2 separate regions of the Mus musculus genome follow, and region 2 is linked to region 1. Evidence: chromatin contacts called from public HiChIP or PLAC-seq data. All regions are on one chromosome and are shown on one strand. Each heading gives the region's core, a stretch centred on a gene start, on an enhancer-like site or on the middle of the called end of the contact. The rest is flanking DNA. Distances are from core to core; before and after follow the strand shown.

What was found. HiChIP or PLAC-seq counts read pairs in DNA pulled down with a chosen protein or histone mark.
Region 2: a contact with region 1 is called in a FOXA1 HiChIP or PLAC-seq map of pancreatic cancer cells. The contact joins two enhancer-like sites.

Annotation. Positions count from the first base shown.
Region 1 is chr15:77,356,804-77,360,726 of GRCm38.p6, reverse strand. No RefSeq gene overlaps it. Among named protein-coding and RNA genes, the nearest start is that of Gm41353, 17 kb to the left of the region's middle. Within about 2 kb of position 1,851, at least 142 of the 459 cell types and tissues checked have an H3K27ac peak or open chromatin away from gene starts, as enhancers often do. A contact at or near this core is called in pancreatic cancer cells, where this site is marked.
Region 2 is chr15:77,731,534-77,735,329 of GRCm38.p6, reverse strand. It overlaps Apol9b (apolipoprotein L 9b), which reads right to left. Exons shown (of 3, transcript NM_173743.4): 2 at 740-865; 3 at 1-241. The coding sequence starts at 822. Among named protein-coding and RNA genes, the nearest start is that of Apol9b, 4.4 kb to the right of the region's middle. Within about 2 kb of position 1,714, at least 55 of the 459 cell types and tissues checked have an H3K27ac peak or open chromatin away from gene starts, as enhancers often do. A contact at or near this core is called in pancreatic cancer cells, where this site is marked.

The DNA.
Region 1 (3,923 bases), core at 602-3,101:
ATTTAAAAAAATAAATTTTAGGGGCTGGAGAGATGGCTCAGCAGTTAAGAGCACCGACTGCTCTTCCAAAGGTCCTGAGTTCAAATCCCAGCAACCACATGGTGACTCACAACCACCCGTAATGATCTCTGATGCCCCCTTCTGGTGTGTCTGAAGACAGCTACAGTGTACTTACATATAATAATAAATAAATCTTTTAAAAAAATAAATAAATAAATAAAAATAAATAAATTTTAAGGAATCCTTCAGAGTCATGTCATTTCTGGGATTTTTCATTTAATAATTTTCAGATCACAGCTGATCCCGAGTCACTGAACCACTGAATCCTTGAAAAGCAAGAGAACAGAGAAGGAAAGGCACTGGGTCTACACAGATGTCTGTGTGAAAACTCACCCCAGAGATGTCTCAAAACTTAACTGCGCTGGGCGGTCCCCGATGGCAATCTTTCTTTTTTTAATTTTTAAATTTTATTTATTTTTATGTGCACTGGTGTTTTGCCTGCGTGTACGTGTGGGTGTGGGTGTCAGATTCCCTCGGAACTGGAGCTGTGGGCAGGTGTGGGCTGCTGCATGGAGACTGGGAATTGAACCCGGGTCCTCTGGAAGACTAGCCAGTGCTTTGAACTGCTGAGTCATCTCTCCAGCCCCCTCCCTATGACAATGTTGTATTAGAGGTTTCAGGATAAAAGAAAATCCAGATTAAACGAAACAACCATCAGGCCATATTCCGGAGTAACTGTTACACTTTGTGTCCTGACTTAGAGCTGGCTGAGGTGGGGCCTGGAGTCTGTAGGAGATGAGACTAGAATAGAGAAAGAACTAAGGTCACAGGGAGGTGGTGCCAGTACCAAAGGAAAATATGTAGCTTATATATCATGCTAGAGCTCGGAGCAGGTCCCCAGCACTACTGGAATCTGGAGACCGGGGTGAGGCTGGACTTGCAGCCCAGGGTGGGGCTCACGCTCAGGGCATAGCCACTTCCTCCTGTCCGATTTCAGTTTCCCTTTCCGTGTCTCTTGTCTCTTGGATGCTAGAGTGCACAGCTGGCTGACCGTCAGCTAGCCAGATCCTCAGATGCTCGGTGATCCAGGGCCAAAAGAGGGAATGATGCTTCCCTTCCAACTGTCCTCCACACGACCTTGAAAGGAAGTGGCCGCTGTCTAATCTGGCAAATGAGGACTCAAGGCACAGGGCATTTAGGTGACCCCACACTGAGGTAACAGCCTGGATTCCAATCTAGTTTCTGTTCCCTGAGCTACTGAAGGATGCTGGGGTCAGGCCTTCTGTGACTAGAAGAACGACATTTTCCTGGATACAAAGAAGCTGGGAGCTGTCCTTGGCAAAGAGAGAATAAAGGAGAGGATTCCTCTCTGGACCATCTACAGCAACGGATTAAGACAAAAGAAAACTAGAGAACTCTCACTAAAAGGTCAACCATCATGCTGAGCAAGTTTGCATCTCTCTCAGAAAGGTCACAGAGCGAGCCGCCAATAGGAAGGCATCATTTGTCCCTTGAAAATGCTTTTGGTCCTTCTTCCAGAGCCTCCAGGATTGCACTTCATCCAAAGAGCCAAAGACAGCTGACAGCGCCCTCGGGAGTGATGCTGGAGCCTCACCCTGAAGATTGACAAAGGGACAGAGACCTGAAGGAGAGCGAGCCGGAGGTGCTCTGCGCAGCAGGCTGCATCCCAAAAGACCCGTGGCCAGAGAGAAATCCAGAATGTAAGCACGACCGGCAGAGGTCTGGAAGAAAAGTGAGCTAGCCACGGGGTTACCGGACAGTACAGAGACCTCGCTGAATCCTCTGGCCAAAGCTGTGTGGGATCTGGGACAATGGAAGCCTGCACAGCTTGAGTAAGGACAGCAGGTGGCACTGTCGGCACACTCGACCTCAGTTGGAACTACGCCTCAGCAGGCCTGGGGACCTGGAAACCCGCACCCGCGGAGGAGCAGCTGCAGACGTCAGCAGTAACAGGAGAGGTACACAGCCCGAGGATCTGTGAGGGGCCGTGGCCAGGAAGAAGGGGGAGGCTCTAAATTGAAAACACACCAGAAAGAATTGACTAGGTTCTGGCATCCAACGGAGCGGGAGAGGCTGTTGTGTGCGCTGAAGGGCCCGGAAAACACGGGTTCTGTGACGCTTCCCCATCAGTGTGGACAATCCGGTGCCCTGCTTCCATCAGGACCAGCTGCTGTGCTGGAGGGGGGAAAATAGGTCCCTGGGCTTTTGGGGTTCAGGCCCATCTGAGACAGGCACCCGGTGTTCCCACGCTTTAGCCCTGCCCTGCCCTGCCCTGCCATGCCCTGCCCCGCCCCGCCCTGCCCTGCCCTGCCCCGCCCCGCCCCGCCCTGTAGTCCAGGAGGTTGAACCTTTGTGCTCCTCATCCTCCTCACTCATCCTTTTCCCCACTGTCTAGCTGAGCCCCCATATCTCTGGCCTAGGCAGCCATTTTCGAAACCACCGTGGTAGTTGTTAGGACTGCGGGCCTCGTTCTTCCAGCCTTCCTCCTTTCTGAATGTGGTAGGATTTCTTTCTTTCTGATTTCTTGACATCAGGTAAGAATAGACAACCGGAGGTTGGAGAGATGGCTCGGTATGTGAAGTGCTTGCAGCAAAGGCATGAGGACCTGAGTTCGAATCCTCGCCATCCATATAAAAAGCTGTGCACCTGAAATCCCAGCACTGGGGAGGTGCAGACAGACAGATCCCTGGGGCATGCTGCCCAGACAGTCTAGTGAAGTGGGTGAACAGCACGTTTAGTGAGAACCCTGTCTCAAAAAAAAAAAAAAAAAAAAAAAAAAAAAAAAGGTGGAGAACGATAAAGACACCCACCCCCACCCCTCTGGTCTCCATGTGTGCACATGCGCCAATACACACACTTGTAGTCACACAAGTATGTATAGCCAACTCTGCCCAAGGAGTTTTGAATGGGAGTATGAGTTTCTAAACCAATCACTTAATGCTGATACATCAGCTTTCTCTGGATCACGACAATCTGCGATGTCCTAGACACTAGCTGCTCCATTACCCTGGGTCCAAAAAAAAAAAAATGAGACAAGTTATAATGGACATGCAGTATGAACAAGGACTCTGTTGGGACTCTTTGTTACGGCAGCATAACCTTGACTCTCCTGACTGGTGCAAACAAACTCATATAGAGATCACGGGGATACTTGCAGAGGGCTATGAAGGCATGCGTCTCCTTACATTAGCTAGAATTATTAACAATAATGAGAACCACTTGACGACTATGTGTCAGGAATGACACTGGGCTTTTTGGCAGGTGGTTTCTTATTAGTCCTTTCCACAGTCCTATGGATTTGTGTCATCATCCTGTCTAGTATTAGCAGTCTCACTGCGGGGCTCAGAGGCTAAGGCTAAAAGCATAGCTGGAGGTCATGGCAGTAGCTAGTATATACCAAGATAATAATTTGAATATAGAAGCTTCCGGTTTCAATACCTTCTTCCTATCATTCTTTTTTACGCAAAGCTGGACTAGGCATTCCAAGTGGGGGAGAAAAAAGGAAGCAAATAGTTTTTAAAGAAATTATTTCTTAACATCAGTATCAACATCAGCACTAGGTACGAATTGAATGTGAAAGTCGATCTGGGAGCACGGACCGGAGACACTCGCTTGCTTGCTCATCGGGCGGGAAGCCTCATTCATTTTCTCCTCTGATTAGGTGTTTTACCAGATAAACTGCCGCCAGCAGCACGGGTTTGAGAAAAACTCAAAGGGATCATTTTCTCTGTCACTTGAAAGTGCTCTGAACAAGCTGGGAAGCGGGTTGCATTATGCATTTGGTTGCATAGCAGAGTGAACGGTCCCAGGTCTTCAGGCATGTCCCTGACTCTGAGGAAAGAAGCCACATGGCCGGCTTGACACCGTCCTCCCTACCTAGGCGTGAGGCCCAGCAGCCTACA
Region 2 (3,796 bases), core at 465-2,964, 370 kb before region 1:
GGCAGCACTGAAGGAGTCAGCCACCACGTTGGAGATGGTGCAGCCCCTGTGTAGTTTCTCAGCGTGGTCAGCCAGGGCATGGAGCTGACTGATATGCTCCACCAGCTCTGCTTTCAAGCGAGGAAAGACTTTCAAAAACTTCTCCCTGCCTTTCAGACCTTTTTGAAGTCTGCCTCTGTCTGCTATGGCCAAGAGCGCTGTCAGTTCCCTCAGAGCTTTGTGGAGGGCCACTGCTCTCTCCCTGTAAGAGCAGAGGTCAACAGTGTGTGAGAGATGGCTTGTGTCTATGTAAAACAGGCTGTGTAAAAGCAATCCACCCCACAATGGTCTCTACTATCACAGCCCAGTTAGGATTCTAGAGTTGTGGGAAGTTCCCCTTTGGCGAGCGATGTTAGGTATTTTAAATAGGTTTTATGGTCTTTAATGGTGTGTCAGTCATCTTAAGACTGGGGAGACAGTCAGCTGTGGAAGTGCTCACCCATATGCATGCAAACCCGAGTGCCATCCCTCAAACCCAAGTCAAAACAGCTGGGCCCGGGTGGCATGGTTTTATAATCTCAGTGCTGGGATAGGTAGAGACAGGTGGATCCTTGGGACCCACTGACTAATGTGTTAGAATATTTTCCAAGGGCTATTGAGGAGTGCCTTTAATGCCATTAACAGGGACTGTGTGGAGTGGGTGTGCCTTCCCCAGTCATGCAGGGGTTAAGGGCCATGCTGGGCATCCCATAGCAGTGACCTGGACAACTTGGCCTTGGATACAAACGCCTGCCAGGCTCCATCTTCAGCCACCAGGCTATACAGGTATCCACTGCTTGCCATGTTCTGAGATACCCAGTGGCTCCCTGGATGGTGTGTCTGCTCTCTACAAGGAAAGAAGGATGCAGTTAGTGCCCAGGGAGCGTCAGGTTCTTAGTGTCATGTCGTGAGTGTTTATCCCATGAAGCGCTGGTGATGTGTTGGTCACCAGCTGAACTGTGTCCTTTGCTTCCTGTGTTCTGGCCGCCAGGCCTGTTATCTATATTTACAGATAAAGTCTCCTTGGAAGTGAAATAATTATGATAAACATATAAACATGGGTCCCTAATCCACAGTCCTGGTGGAGTGACTCACACTCTCTCCCCTTCCTTCTCCCTCTCGTCCCTCTTTCTTCATACAAAACCCCCAGCAGAGGTATTGGGAGGGCACAATGAGCCTGCTCCCTCTGCACACCAGGACTGTCGCCCTCACCATAACTGACTTAGTCAGGGTTTCTATTCCTGTGCACACATCATGACCAGGAGGCGAGTTGGGGAGCTAAGAGGCACTGATTACTGACTTGCTTCCCCTGGCTTGCTCAGCCTCCTTTCTTATAGAACCCAGGACCACCACGCCACAGTGGGCTGGGCCCTCTTCCATTAAACACTGATTGAGAAAATGCCTTAGAGCTGGATCTCATGGAGGCATTTCCTCAAGGGAGAGGCTCCTCTCTCTGTGATAACTGCAGCTTGTTGGCACACAAAACCAGCCGGTGCAGTAACCAACCTAACTCACCTTCCGTACGGACATCAGCATCCAGAGCTGAGGGAAAAGGCAGACCGTGTCCGAGCCCTCACCCTGTGGTGTTGTGGGATCGGAGCCAAGACGACTCATGCACTGGGAGATACCACCTCGCTTTGCAGGGAAATGAACTGTTTTCAGCTTAGAGCCAACAGAGAGTAAAGACTGAGCACAGAGAAGAGGGAAAAAACTCAGCACTGGTTTACATCTACCGCAGACATCCGGCTTCTCAGACACTGTGATCAGAACTGTGATCAGAACTGTGATCAGACACTGTGGTGCTGGGGTTTGCATCCACCACAGACATCCGGCACATCAGACACTGTGGTGCCCACACCCTCATGTGTGACTTGCAGCCTATCTAGTTCTGACCTGTGGGTTTTTTTTTTTTTTTTTTTTTTTTTTTTGCTCAAGAAGAACATTCAGAGAGGAAATTGAATTGATATCAGAGTATGTTGAGTACAGTAAGGCTGGATATTGTTTTTGTATTATAGTCACAGTGCAAGGCTCTATGTAGATTACAGAGCCCCAAATCGCTCTCTTTGGACCAGATTCCAAGAGAAGTCTTTCTTCCTCAATGGGAGCTTTACGGTCTTTAGATTCTCACAAATAACGCAGGGCAGTCATTGATCTGCGCTGACTTTGGGAGCTGTGACTAAGCCACGTGGCCTGCTGTCTTCCACGTCCTCAGGGTCTTCTGGTCACACCAAAGAGGACAAGGTAAAGGGGAAGTTGCCCCTCTTATGCCCCAGATTGGGCTATGAGGTGGATCCCTACAGACCCAGGATCAGGGCACTGGCTTTGGTCCTTGGTGGCCTCGTCCTTGTCTGCTGTGGCAGCCGCCAGGTCTATTCTGAGAGCAGCGCACAGGTAAGGAGCAGAGCTGTGGCTGCCTCGAGAGGCCGTGAAAGCTTCTGAATCCTTGGTCCAGGCACAGAGTCTTTGAGAGGTTTTCCTTAACGCTTGCCAGGTGCTCAGACTGTATGGAAGAAGAGTCACAGTGTGGGGTAAAGTGGGGACCCCTGTAGCAAAGGCAGGCAGGTGGCCATGGATCTGGTTGTTCCAAGGCTCCCTCCAGGGTGGCTGCCAAGACTCTAAAGGACTTAATTCACAGGGCTCAGTCTTTCCCTGAGCCCTGCAGCTACTCCCTAATGAGATCAATCACCCAGCTCCATTCTGTCTCCCTCATCCCAGCCAGGGCGGTGCCCCCTGTGCCCTGTGGTGTCCAAGGTGATAGTGAGAAACTGAGGATGCAGCTGTGAAAAAGAATCAAGTCAACACATGAAAGGCAGAGATGGGAAGAAGGTTCTGGGGGCTCCCTGGGGATGGGAACTGTGTGTGAGGAATGACAGCTAAGTATCAACTGAGCTCCTAGGCTGCACTCCTAGGCTGCACTCCTAGGCTGCATGCAGATGAGGTCTCTGAGAAGAGGGGGCAAGCATGAAGCCTGCTTGCTTGCTCTGTTTCGCTCTGTGAGGACATCTTGTTGTGCACAAAGAAGATCTTATCCAAAGGTAAAGTTAGCGCCTGAGCCATGCTCTGAGGCCTCCCAGTCTCCTGTGATGAGTTCTGTGAATATTTCCCTTTGCAAACTGCATCCCTGCAGGTCATGTGTTATAGCCCCAAGATCCTATGGAACCACCCTGCAACGGAGACCAAGAGTGAAGTCCCTCCCTTACTTTTCTGAAAACAGTACACCATGGTGGGGTCCTCTCTTGGCTTTCTTTCTCTTTAGACAGAAGGATAGAGAAATTCCGTGGACATGGCTAGCCCACATTTTGTGCAGCACACATCTAGACTCCCCCAGGCCTTCTTCTCATAGCCCTGATCTTTCACCAATCTGCCTCTTGCCTTGGTCTCCATGGTGAGCCTTCCCCAGCACTGAGAACATCCACCTCAGGTTCACCTTCTCAAAGGAGCCCCTCTGGAACTTTGGGCTGGCGGACACCAACAGCACAGAAACACTTTGCTTCCATGCCTTTGAAGAGAGCTATGATGCGCCCTGCCGAGACACTCAAAGGTTGGCTTCTCTATTAAGCCATTGCAGCCAGGCCGTTTCCAGGAAGATGGCATCTTGTTAACTTAGCGGCCTCATCTCAAGAGGATAATGGCTCTGATGATACCAGATGTGCAGAAGCCAGGACCACCATCCTGCCTCACTGTTCTCCACCTGGAATTTGCTTTTCTCAGACATGAGGTCACTGGTCCAGTGACTGAGGGACCCAGTCTTGACCAACAAGCACAAGAAGAAGGTTGC